Regions from separate parts of the Mus musculus genome. Here all the other regions are linked to region 4. A link is a contact called in public HiChIP or PLAC-seq and promoter capture Hi-C data. All regions are on one chromosome and are shown on one strand. Each heading gives the region's core, a stretch centred on a gene start, on an enhancer-like site or on the middle of the called end of the contact. The rest is flanking DNA. Distances are from core to core; before and after follow the strand shown. Region 1 overlaps Sh3rf1 (SH3 domain containing ring finger 1). Region 2 has its middle 23 kb from the start of 5730405A17Rik. Region 3 overlaps 5730405A17Rik (a long non-coding RNA gene). Region 4 holds the start of Nek1 (NIMA (never in mitosis gene a)-related expressed kinase 1).

Region 1 (2,960 bases), core at 21-2,520, 380 kb before region 4:
GAGAGCCTGCCTCTGGCCTCTCTTTCTTGGCCTTCTGCGTCCCATGGCTGTGATTCCACCTGTGAGCTACCGATCTCCATCTTGTCCCCTTTCAGGAAGATTCCCAGATTCAACACTGGGTCCACCCAAAAGGGTAAGTCCTCATCTTCACAGTCCTTGATGCTAGCAAGGAAGCAGGAAGTGTGGGGCTGGGGTCAGGAGGAGGACATCTTTAAGGGCCCTTATTCAGCTCACCACCAGTACCTGTCAGTGCATCCCCTTAGCGAACTGAAGAGCACTGTTCTAAGTGACCGAGGACACTGCCCAAGCCCGAACATTTCAAACTATTAAGATTATTCTTTGAAAACACAAAGTCACACTTGTCCATCTGAGTACAAGTTTAACATAGTTAATGATAAACACTGAAGCAGATACCATTCGTTTTTAAAGTTAATGTTAATAGTTAATCAAATACTAACTTGTCAGCAGGCTCTGAAGTTTATTTCCTTATAAAGTTGTATTTACAGGCTTCTCCAGCCATTTAAGTAGAGCGACATACATTACCACCGAAGCCAGGTGGCTTAGAGCCCTGGGCCACAGCTTTATGGGAAACACACGGGATACTGAGCAAACTGTCAAAGCTGAGGTACAACCATCCAGACTTTATCCACGCTTAATCTCTATCAACTGTATTCTCGGCATCAACCACCTGTCGCCAAGCCTAGGCACATCGACATCTTTCAAAATGGCTTCCTACTCTATATATTTAAAGTCAAGTCCCAAAGGAAAGATGAGGCCTCCCCTATATTTCAGGCGCTCTCTCTCAAGGGACCCTGCTGATCTGTGGTTGAAAGTGCTATACAAGTAACTTTTTAAAAATTTGTTTTTTTTATCTTCTAGGTGTGTGTGTGTGTGTGTGTGTGTGTGTATGAGATACCCTGGAACTGGCATTACAAGCAGTTGTGAGCACTGGGTGTGATCTTGGGTCCCGTATGAGTGCAGTAAGGCTCTATACTGTTAACTTCTGAGCCACTTCTCTAACCCTGAGAATAGCATTTTTGATGGACAGTTTCCAACCTCTCACCCGTCAAAAAACATTTAAAAGAGGAATTGTCAAATAGCAAGAACACTGGACATGAAAATTTGAGGACAGCAAAATAATAAAAGAGTAAGTTACTTGAAGGGACAAAATTCCTCCTTTAGGTTTGGAAGGCTGCGAGCTGAGGTCGATTGAGTCCTACTCACTGTGGTCTCCTTATTACCCAGTAGGGGGCCTGATAATCCAAGGGTATTCAAAAATGAAGAAAAGCATAAGACTGAGACATCAGACTGGGGCAGTGCCCAGGTTTCTGCACCACCATATTCCTGGCATGTGGCACACGAACTTACCCATGGTAAGAACCCGAAGGGCCCGTGGAACAATGAGTCCTTTCACTGGCAAAAAAAAAAAAGTCAGGGAGTAACAGAGAGGAGAAGGAGGGGCTCTCACCTTACTGTCCTTGTCTGGTTTCCCAGCTGAACTGTTCCCACACGCTGATGCAGCACTCTCTGGAGATGTGGGGAGTCCAGGGAGGATGGTCACTGTGCGACCACTGGGCTCTGTCTCCAACACGGCACTGGTCATATTTGGGGAGGCCAGAGAAGCCCCTGCAGCGCAGGCCATGGGGGCATTGGTTCGACTGATGCTGACGGCAGCACCGTGGGCAGCAGGACCCGCCATTGGAGGCAGAGGTTGGGAGGCCAGAGAATGATGGGGCAGGCCCACGGATGCAGGACCGAGGCAGGCGGCATTCTGGACCTGGATGGGAGTCACTGCTGCCGTGGGGCGTTCCTGGCTATGTGCTGCAACTGAGGGTGACAGGAGGGAACACTCAGTGGCTTAGTAAACACTCTTACCAAAATGTGAGCCATCTCACCGTGGTAGACCATAATGAGAGGCAGCTACTGCCATTTATTGCAATAAAGAACAGGTGTAGGATAGCTTAACACACTTAACTCCTCCCTGGATCTCTGGATGCTACAGCTGAGGCTACTGAAGACTTGGAAGATATGCTGTCATCATTCCCCAAAGCCTTTTGGTTATGAATAATAACTTCCCACAGCATTAGAAACACAGGGCCAGTTTCTGATGGCTCGCCATGGCAACAAGCCACGGCGGTCTTAAGTCCTTTACCCATGATACATTTTTCTCTCTCCTCTCTCTTTGAGTACCTACTTTTCTTCACAATCGTTCAGATAGAAATCGCTTGCATTCATTTTACTCCACTGTTGTCACCCAAGACTCTTGGTAGGTTTCTAATGCTGCTGCAGAGTTAAGAAAGGCACTTGACTTCCCATCGAGTCTAAAATAGACCTGTGACTAAATTCGTCAAAAAATAACCAGCATGCTGCTTAGCCGAGAATCACGCAATAGTCACACAGCTAGGAAAAGTGAGACCGGAGGCAGGACCTTGACTGCAGAAGTCATGTTTCAAGTCCCCAAACACATTCTTCTGATACCTCAGGTCTCTTGGATTTGAACGAATGTGCAGGGTGCACTTAGCCCAAGAAGAGAGTTATAGAATGCCCGTTATGGTTTAGACATACGACGTCCCTTGAAAGGCTTCATGTGTTAAAGGCTTGGTTGGAAGCTGACTGGTGGTCCTGAGGGGTGACTAGATTATGAGGGTGCTAACTTCATCACTGGGCTATGAGGAGGTGGGGCCTGGTTAGAATAAGCAGGTCGCTGAGGCATATCTTGGAATGTGTATCCCTCACTGGTCCTTTCACTGTGCTTCATGGCCAACACTACAGTGGCATCTCTGCCCCACCCAATGCTCTCCTCTGGGATGTTCTACATCAACCACAGACCTTCAGTGTTAGGGTCTGGCTACCAAGTGATCTCTTTGTCACTCTTTGCTTGTTTCTGCCAGGGGTACCTGCCACAGTGGCGAAGAACTGCTGGCCATATGGTTTGCTAGTTTGTATTTAAAAATGGAAGT
Region 2 (2,977 bases), core at 99-2,598, 460 kb before region 4:
ACCTTTCGGGACTAGGAGCCTGATATTTTGGGGAGATGGTTGTTTATTTGGTACCACATTTGCAGAAGAAGTGCATTAAAAAAAGAAAGAAAGGTTGAATGATAGCATCAATTTAAAAGCCCAAGGTATCCAGCTGCGAGCAGAGCCTGGATCAGAAAAGGCTGTAATTGTGAGCATATTTCACATTGCACAAACTGGTCAATTCCTTTATCTTTAAGAGTGGCTGCAGCAAATGTCAACGCTCCAGTTTTATGTCTTTGCCACCACCAGCTCTTTCCTCTCACAGTGTGACTCACATCCATAGTCACTCCCTGGGTGATGAGAAAGCCTTTGTAGGACATCAATTCCCAGGACTCAATTTTCTCTATCAGATTGTTGCAAATAAATCTTATTTTATATCTCAGCTCATAACCTGCGGTGGAAATGCTTCACTGTGCCTCCGTGTTCTATTGCTGTGTTTAATGCCACGGCTGGGGACTTGATCATCAACTCTCCAAGAGACACCAGAGATGGGGAATGCGCCTGCCCTTCCCCCACCCTGGACCCCCTCCCCCCAGCATCGACCACACATAAAGGTAGTAAATCACCATCATGATTGTCTAGACATAGCCAATCAGCTGGCTTAATGACATAGGAAGTAGGTTGCTGGGGAGGAGAAATGGCTTTTTAACAAGACAATTCGCATCAAACAGCAATTTATCCTTCACAGAACATTTAATTTTTCTAGAAAGTTATCAGAAGCAAAAGTGTCATTCGGAAGCTGCTTGGCACCGCTTGTGCTTTCTGAGTCACTTCACCAGCTCGAGTGAAGCACACAGGTACATTCCTAAAGTAATCTTCAGAATATTAGCTGTCATCAACCGCCTTGGTGGTGGTTTTGGTAGTTGGGGGGGGGGGGGGCAGGTTGACACATTTTCTTGGAAATGACAGAAGTTCCAAAATACTGCTTCCTGCCTGACTCAAGTCTGGGACCTACTCCCCCCTCTCCCTCTGATAAGGAGCTGAAAGGACATGACTCTACCTACCTCCAGGTCTCACTCAGTCCTCTCAAATGCATGGCATCTGAGCATCCCCAACTCTGCTTGGGACTGCATTTACGTTCAGCTACCAAGGTGAAAGCTTCCCAGGGGCTTGTCCCTACTGTGGTTTCTGTAAGTGGTTCCTGCAGATATCTCTGGGGACCCGGAAGGGGTATTTTCCCCTATAAAAGGACACAAGGGACGCTGCAAGCCAGGTTCACAGCACCCAGGTCTAATCCTTGGTTTGTAGGAGCTCTGTAGGAGCTGACTATAGATCATAACTGAACAGAAAACAAAACCGAAACCACAGACGTATCTCTTAGTTCTTAAATGAAACTGCACTGCCTTTAGCAAGCTCTCTTTCGATTTGAACTATGCACAACCTAAACCCTCTGTCACAGAGATGTTGAGTCTCTCTTATGCTGAGGGATTTTTGGTATTTCCTCACTTTCTCTTCCTTCATCCTAGCTTACTCGTGTGCCGCTGGAGATCAAACCTTGTTCGTGTTTAACTAGTGCTATACCACAGAGCTACATCCCCAGTGCTTGGCTATTTTGAAAAAGCAGTTTGTTGTGTGTCTTAGGGTTTTGCTGCTGTGAACAGACACCATGACCAAGGCAACTCTTATAAGGACAACATTTGATTGGGGCTAGCTTACAGGTTCAGTCCAATATCATCAAGGCAGGAACATGGCCGCATCCAGGCAGGCGTGATGCAGGAGGACTTAAGGGTTCTACATCTTCATCTGAAGGCTGCTAGCAGAATACTGGCTTCCAGGCAGCTAGGATAAGGGTTTCAAAGCCCATGCCCACAGTGACACACCTACTCCAACAGAGCCACTCCTTCTAGTGCCACTCCCTGGGCCGAGCATATATAAACCATCACACTTTGTAACTCAGGCTGGTCTCAGCTCACGATCCTTCGGCCTCTGTTCCTGGAGTCCAGCAATTGCAGATGTTGCACTACCGTGTCCTGCTTAGCTTAGCAATTCCTGCTGACCCTTCATTCTCCACATACCCACTATGCCTCTGTGTGTTCCAGCTTCACAGATCTTTAAACCACTCTCGATTTAAACAGAACCCTAAAACCGGTACTTCACATGTATCTTTTGAATCAGAATTTTGTAGCTAAAGCCAGAAGTTCTGCTCAGCGTTCGAAAAGGTTCACAAGGATTAATTGCTCAGACTGGGGCTATAGTTTACTGCTCAAATGCCTGCATGACACATGAAAGGACCTGGGTTCCGCCCCCAGCTCTACAAAAATAAGTATATGAAGGACCAGGGGATCTGCTGATTGCACTATAAATAAACGTGCTCCCTGAAACGTCGGTTTCTTTTCTCTTTTTAAAAAGAGTTTGTATTTAGAAGCATGTGGTTGTAAACCAGCCAGTGGTGGTGGTGGGGAAGGGGTAGCCTCTACTGCTTCATTGGTGGTGGTGGTGGTGAAGGGGTAGCCTCTACTGCTTCTTTGGTGGTGGTGGTGGTGGTGGTGGTGGTAGTGGTGAGTGGGTAACCTTTACTGCTTCATTCATCTTGTATCCTATATGAGGCAGTCCCCACTTTGGCCTCAGAAGACCTTCGTCTAGCCAACATGGGAATCTCAGCTCCTCCTCAGGGCTAGGAAAGGAGGAACCACTTCCTCCAAAGTGGTTCTCTCTTCTAGAAGAATTTTCACAATGGCTGAAAAAAAAATTACACAGTACCACAAACTTCATTCCAAACTGTTACTAAAAATCTTTTACCTCAGAGAAAGAATGAGCTGCTGACTCCTTGTGGGAAAAACGACTCACCCTCTCACAAGGAAATTCCCTTCCCACTCCTTCTCACCCTACGCTAAGTACAGGACATATCGACTTCTCCGGCTCCTTAATTAAGTCTCTGTCAGACTGTTCTCTATCAGCTTAATAGCATCCACCCTGTCATCAACATAAGCAGCTATCTTATCTTCTCAGCAGGTAA
Region 3 (2,810 bases), core at 287-2,786, 410 kb before region 4:
ACACACACACACACACACACACACACACACACACACACAACTACACTCAGATGAATACATATACACACATACTATAAATAAATGTCACAAAAATACTTCAAGCATTTCTCCTGTGTCTTCACAGCAGTCCTTACCTTTGTTAGCTAAACAGTGACACCAGAAAACTTAGTCAATATATTTGAAATAGAGTAATACACACGTGAATTTATCTCAGGCAAACTAAAAAAAACAAAAACAAAAACCAGAAACAAAAACAAAAACAAAAAATCCAAAAAACAAACAAACAAACAAACAAACAAACAAACCCAACCCTTTAAGTTCTTAAGAATCTGGATGTAGCTGGGCTTGGTGGCATAGTCCTTTAATCTCAGCCCTCAGGAGGCAGAGACAGTCAGAGCTCTGTGACTTTGAGGCTGGCTTGGAACTGGGCCCAAACTGATCTCTGTATTTATTGTGGGAAGAAGCTGAGAGTTCTAGGCAAGCCAGGAACACACAGTAAGACATTGTCTCAAAAAAAAAAAAATTAAACCATCCACCACCACCTTCCTTCTGTGCAGGGAACTTAAGGGGAAGAGCTTGGAGTGTCCCATTTCTAAACAAGGACATTCATTTATGGGTGAGTCCACTGCACATCAAGCTACCAATGAGAGTGTGGAGCACCTGCAGAGTGGGATGAGGCTAGGAAGACAGACAGAGATGGTGACATAAGAAGAAATGGAGAAAGTAATGTATACTAAATATTTTAAGAAGAAAAGAAACTGCATTGTCTGGAATATGGGTGTGGTGGTTTGAATATGCTTGACCCAGGGAGTGGCACTATTAGGAAGTGTGCCCTTGTTGGACTAGGTGTGGTTTGTTGGAGGAAGTGTGTCACTTTGGGGGTGGGCTTTGAGGCCCTTCTCCTAGATGCCTAGAAGCCAATTCTCTCCTGAGTATGGTTGGAACATGATGCTGAACTCTCAGCTCCTTCTCTAGTACCATGTCTGCCTGGATGCTGCCATGCCTCCTGCTTTGATGATAATGGACTGAACCTCTGACACCGTAAGCCAGCCCCAGTTGAATTTTGTCCTAGTATAAGAGCTGCCTTGGTCATGAAAACCCTAAGACAATGGGGTAGGTTACAACTAAAGGCTACTGGTCTGATTCTAAAGCTATACATCTGCTCTCTTTAGTTCTAAGTCACTGGGTGCACTCAGCTGGCAGGAAGAGACCACGACAGTCTCGCTCCTCCCAAGATCCCCCCATTCTCAAGGCTTCATTGACTTAGGCTTTATTAGAGGGCCCGGATGATACTATGCCAATCCCACAATGTGTCTTGGGCAAGGAAATCACAGGAAAGAATCATTTCGGCTTAAAGGGTAGAAACTCAATCCCGACTTTGATTTCTGTAAACCATGACCACATCACAGGAATCCACAATTGCTACCCGGGTAGAGTGAGCCAGTGGTATGGCTATCTATGGAGACTGCCCTCTTGCTGTGGTGGCTGAGCAGGATAAGAGGAGGCAGCCAGCTGGACAAACCTCTGTAGACACAGCAGAGCTCTCTCCCTGCAGGCAAGGAGTGAAAGACTCCGCCCTTCTTTTCTCAGGCTTGTGTCCTTGCACGTTGCTATTTTTCATGGGCTTGGCTGCTTGAACACCCTGGGGGCCAATTTAATAAATGAGGCACTTTCAAGCACTAGGTTCCTAAATTCCTTTCTTTATCCATCTCTCTTTGCTGCACAGAGAGGGTTTCAACAGCCGAGGTGGTCTTTTGTGATACAGAGCCTCCAAAGCCTGTATGCTTTTGCATAAAAAGACCCACAAGCCTTGGTGGTACTATTATTGCATATCTAAACCATAAAGGGGGGTTTTTACTCACAGTCCCTGCCACCGTACCAATTCCAAATGAGAAATTAGAGTCATTTTATTTGCCCTTTAGTGTGTGTGTGTGTGTGTGTGTGTGTGTGTGTGCTGGGGACTGAATGGAGGGCCTGGTGCATGCTAAATCTGTGCTGTACCACAGAGCTTAGAGAGAGCCAGAGTCAATCCTTAACTGGAGACTTTTTTTTCTAAATAAAACCTTGGTAAGGAAGGGAAAATAAAGAGGAATTACAAATTAAACCATGGGGGATGGTTGAATTAGCTTGTATTAAAGAGTGAGCCAGTGGCAAGATCAGCCTTTACAGCCATGGGGAATTTGTTGAATGTGCATTTGTGATATAATTTATAAGGAAATTGGTTTTACTCAAAAGGACGTTTTTGCTTTATGTGTTGTAGCACCCTCAAGTGAGAGAAAAAGGGGGGAGGGGGAGGGGGAGAGGGAGAGAGAGAGAGAGAGAGAGAGAGAGAGAGAGAGAGAGAGAGAGAGAGGTAATTCCATTAAGCTTTCAATTTCTGCTGGCAAAAGGAATGAACTAGATAGGATCAGGAGATAAGGTGCTGGCAGCTGGCCTTCACTCCCCTGACCTTGCTCCAGGGGTTGGGAATAAGAATCCAAGTCTTTGTGCCAGAGATGTCACACCGTGTTTAATTAGAGGGCTGAAGTGCCATTGTTCCCCTCTGTAAGCCCCGTCTCAATTTGCTGAGAAAGTGTCCGTTCTGTTCACAGTGGGCAGATCATGTGATCATCAGCCCAGCAGCCTGGAGAGGCCCATTCTCATTCTGGGGCTCTAGTGGACCAAAGATCATAGTGAATGTGAAACTCGGGACATACCAGAGGAGAGACAACCTGACATTTGCAGAACTGTACATCTGTCTTTGTTTGGATGTCCACAGTCCATTTAGACAGAGCGAAGGGCTTCAGGATTAGATCTCGCCATTTCTTCCC
Region 4 (3,190 bases), core at 27-2,526:
CATTTTAAATGTAGACCTCTAGATCCTAGAAACTAGAAACAAAGAACTGCTTCTTTTTCCATCTGGCTGCTGCCCATCACCTCCACTTACTGCAGCATAAGCAAAGCCCATCACCGTGAAAGCTCAGATGGACTAGGGCTTTTAAGCCTTCACAAACATTTCCGATGTGATTTATGTAGGCAGTAAAAATATTTCTGCTTCTAGGGAGATCTTACAGGGAAGAATAAAACATTGGGCAGGGTATATAACTCAGTGGCAGATCACCTGCCTAGCAAAAATGAGTTCCTGTCATCCAATCCCCAAGACCCCTTCCCAAAGTTACACTGAATTATTAAAGTGGCAAAACTTTTAATACTTTACACGTGGAAATTGTGTCAAACCATGGAAAGCTTTAGGGTAACCAGTTAACTGCTATTTTTCTCATTAAAATATACAGGCATCTAATCTAATCTATTTAAGTGACTTATCATCTACTTAGATTAGTTTATCGTCTCTTAAGAGAGCGTTATCTTTTTAGAATACCAAAGAATTGCCTTGAGCCATACACAAGTCCTCCCCATTAACAACTTAAGGAGAAGGTGCTTTAGGCGCAAACACTTAAGGCGAGTATCCATGCACTCCACAGATCTATACAGGTCTCCTCACTCCCGGTGAGTTCACCATTCTGCTTGTCTGCCTGTCACTGCTTTCCCACGCGCAACTCACCTCAATGACACGGGACCTGAGTCAGAATAACAGTGGCGACCATAAGCACCGGTCTAGTGGCGGCAGTGTCTTCCTATAGGACTTAAGGCAGAAGCACCACGATGCATTTTGGAAATGACATGCTGTAAGAGAAAGCAAGTCTGTCTACCCAGCAGCCGCTCACAGCCCAGGCTGCGACTCCTACACCGGGCACCGGTCTCTGGCTGACGCGTCAGACTTGCCACCGTCGGGTCAGGCACAGTACTCCGCGACCCGCCCTGGCTACGCGGACGAAACAAACACAGCGGTTCCTGACCCCTTGGAAACGGCGGCTGCACAGGGGGAGTTGCTGGGTACCGCCCCCAACTTCACAGGTCGAGGTGGCTTGGCCAGGCGCGGACCCGCAGCGTGTGGGACTGGGAGGCTACCTGTCGCCCAAGTCCTCCCGCCTCGTCACAGTGACTATGGATTCCGGGGTGAGGGCAACTGCACAGGCTCAAGGTAAGGACGCTGCACGTTGCCGCCCTGAAACCATAGAGCTACTGCTGAGGAGAGGGGAACGGCCCTCGCGTCACTGTCGCTGGCGTGTGACGTCAGCGCGCAGGAGCCGACTTGTGGCGCTGCAGGGGAGGAGCCGGGATCTGCGGGGGGCGGGGCCAGGCGAAGCGAACGGACTGTACGTGCGGGGCGGGGCTGGACTAAGAGTGATGGGGCGGGGCTCCGGGGAAGGGCGGGGTTACGGAATAGGAAAGCTAGTGGGACCCGGCTCTCAGCCAGCAGCTGAGCTAGCGGGGAGCGTGAAGGACCAGAGGCCGGCCTAGAGGAGAGAGAGGCTAGGGAGAGGGTGCAGTGAGTGGGGGGCCTGTGGTAGGTAAAAGCTAAAAAGGGCGGTTTGGGAGCGGAGCGTAGCAAGCCGGGGATGGGTAGGGCAGAATCGGGGACGGGGGAATGGGGCGGGGCATCGTCAAGGGGCGGGGCCATTGGAATATGTTTGGGCCAAAAGAGCTAGGAAGTACTGGGACTAGAGAAAGGACTGGGCAAGTGCATTGGTGCAAGCACCGGGGACTGGGGGCGGGGAGGTGGAGACTGGAGCAACTTCAAGAGTTAAAAACTCCAAGCACCAAAGGGAGAGCGTGAGGTACTCCAAGCTCAAAGGAGCATGTGAAAGACGGGTGTCGGTAGAATAAAGTAAAACCGGAAAGAATTAGGCTGAGTGAAGGCGGGAATTTCGCTCAGGAATCTGACTCAGACTGAAGAGAGCATATTAACAACTTTTTCCCACACGGTACACAGATAAGGTACTTTTAATTTGAGCGCTCATTACTTAACTGAGGATGCCAAATATTTACAAGTAATTTTTCTTTAAGTACAATGCCCTTTAAAAAGTTATTTTAAGGGATGGCTCAAACAGCTCATCTCTGAAGACAGAAGACCAGGGTTCTGGGACGCAAACCTTGGTCTGGTTAACTCACCTGTAACAACTTCAGGAGCATCTTCTGCAAGCACCGGGACCTGAACTTATGCACATATCCACAGTTACTTCGTGAACTTAAACGAAGCAGTTTTATCTTTAATTTTTAGAATACAAAGTTACATTACAGTGTCCTACACCTTTATGTTTACTGTATATACACTTTATACTGAAGGGACTGACGATGTACAGTAGACTAAAAATCATTCGATGCAGGAATTGAAACAGTTGAGAACAAGCCTGGTGTCATCCCGAGTAGCTCTACTCAGTGAGCTAGAGGATGGCACTCTAGAAGTCCATACTTGAGGCAGGAAGAGGATAGTGTCTTTGTATACAGCCATAGTTGCTGTCCACATTGTTCCATTCGTGTGAATGGAACACTACCGAGGCTGCATAGACCTTGCCTAAGATCTGTAGACAGTTGATTTCTCTTTTCCATCCTTTCCCCATCCCACACACCCAAATCGACTTTTCTAGGTTCAGGAGCTTATAATTCTTTCCAGCTTGGAAATGGACAGATTAAGGGCTTCTTTGCCAGATGGTGACACTGCAAGTTACCTAAGCTAGTACATTAAACAAATGTTGAGAGTCAGCTCTTGTTTGTTTGGTTTTTGTTTGTTTGTTTCTCTGTATAGTCCTGGCTGTCCTGGAAATCACTTTGTAGACCAGGCTGGCCTCGAACTCAGAAATCCGCCTGCGTCTGCCTCCAGAGTGCTGGGATTAAAGGCGTGCGCCACCACGCCCATCGTGATTCAGCTCTTCAATCTCCAGGAAACTACAAGAGACTTATTTCCCATATGTTTTTAATTCTAATCTTTAGCTCCATCCAACTCCACCTGGCAGGAATTTTTCTATGTACAACTCTAGTTCTGCCCACATAACCCTATCCAGCAAAGTGAGGGGGCATCACTGCGACCTGCTAATCTAAGCAAATACTTTTTTGCTGCTTGCGTAAAGAATGGCTACGCACTGATAAGTGGATATTAACCCAGAAACTTAGTATAGCGAGATATAAGGTACAATATGTAAAACATA

What was found. Promoter capture Hi-C pulls out the DNA fragments that hold promoters and counts their contacts. HiChIP or PLAC-seq counts read pairs in DNA pulled down with a chosen protein or histone mark.
Region 1: a contact with region 4 is called in an H3K4me3 HiChIP or PLAC-seq map of the SCID.adh cell line, with 11 read pairs. The contact joins the enhancer-like site here to the promoter of Nek1 in region 4. A contact is called at or near these places in 6 of 39 promoter capture datasets (the 3T3-L1 cell line, the C10 cell line, cranial neural crest and 3 more), 2 of 484 Hi-C or Micro-C datasets (the G1E-ER4 cell line and embryonic stem cells), 8 of 115 datasets of contacts at active chromatin or transcription factors (the SCID.adh cell line, astrocytes, craniofacial prominence and 4 more) and 1 of 9 other capture datasets (embryonic stem cells).
Region 2: a contact with region 4 is called in a promoter capture Hi-C map of pre-B cells. The contact joins the enhancer-like site here to the promoter of Nek1 in region 4. A contact is called at or near these places in 5 of 39 promoter capture datasets (the 3T3-L1 cell line, cranial neural crest, frontonasal cranial neural crest and 2 more), 2 of 484 Hi-C or Micro-C datasets (CD4 T cells and natural killer cells), 10 of 115 datasets of contacts at active chromatin or transcription factors (the 230-238 cell line, effector CD8 T cells, embryonic forebrain and 6 more) and 1 of 9 other capture datasets (liver).
Region 3: a promoter capture Hi-C map of cranial neural crest shows a contact between it and region 4. The contact joins the enhancer-like site here to the promoter of Nek1 in region 4. A contact is called at or near these places in 2 of 39 promoter capture datasets (cranial neural crest and pre-B cells), 1 of 15 datasets of contacts at CTCF or cohesin (the NIH/3T3 cell line), 5 of 115 datasets of contacts at active chromatin or transcription factors (embryonic forebrain, embryonic stem cells, pancreatic cancer cells and 1 more) and 1 of 9 other capture datasets (liver).

Annotation. Positions count from the first base shown.
Region 1 is chr8:61,372,876-61,375,835 of GRCm38.p6, reverse strand. It overlaps Sh3rf1 (SH3 domain containing ring finger 1), which reads right to left. Exons shown (of 12, transcript NM_021506.2): 10 at 1,469-1,827. Among named protein-coding and RNA genes, the nearest start is that of 5730405A17Rik, 54 kb to the left of the region's middle. Within about 2 kb of position 1,270, at least 14 of the 459 cell types and tissues checked have an H3K27ac peak or open chromatin away from gene starts, as enhancers often do. A contact at or near this core is called in the SCID.adh cell line and neural stem cells, where this site is marked.
Region 2 is chr8:61,449,467-61,452,443 of GRCm38.p6, reverse strand. It overlaps a transcript of Sh3rf1 not described here. Among named protein-coding and RNA genes, the nearest start is that of 5730405A17Rik, 23 kb to the right of the region's middle. Within about 2 kb of position 1,348, at least 109 of the 459 cell types and tissues checked have an H3K27ac peak or open chromatin away from gene starts, as enhancers often do. A contact at or near this core is called in the 230-238 cell line, effector CD8 T cells, memory CD8 T cells and 3 more, where this site is marked.
Region 3 is chr8:61,403,192-61,406,001 of GRCm38.p6, reverse strand. The region is part of intron 3 of 5730405A17Rik (a long non-coding RNA gene); the gene reads left to right. It also overlaps a transcript of Sh3rf1 not described here. Among named protein-coding and RNA genes, the nearest start is that of 5730405A17Rik, 24 kb to the left of the region's middle. Within about 2 kb of position 1,536, at least 51 of the 459 cell types and tissues checked have an H3K27ac peak or open chromatin away from gene starts, as enhancers often do. A contact at or near this core is called in embryonic forebrain and liver, where this site is marked.
Region 4 is chr8:60,991,279-60,994,468 of GRCm38.p6, reverse strand. It overlaps Nek1 (NIMA (never in mitosis gene a)-related expressed kinase 1), which reads right to left and starts at 1,276. Exons shown (of 33, transcript NM_175089.4): 1 at 706-1,276.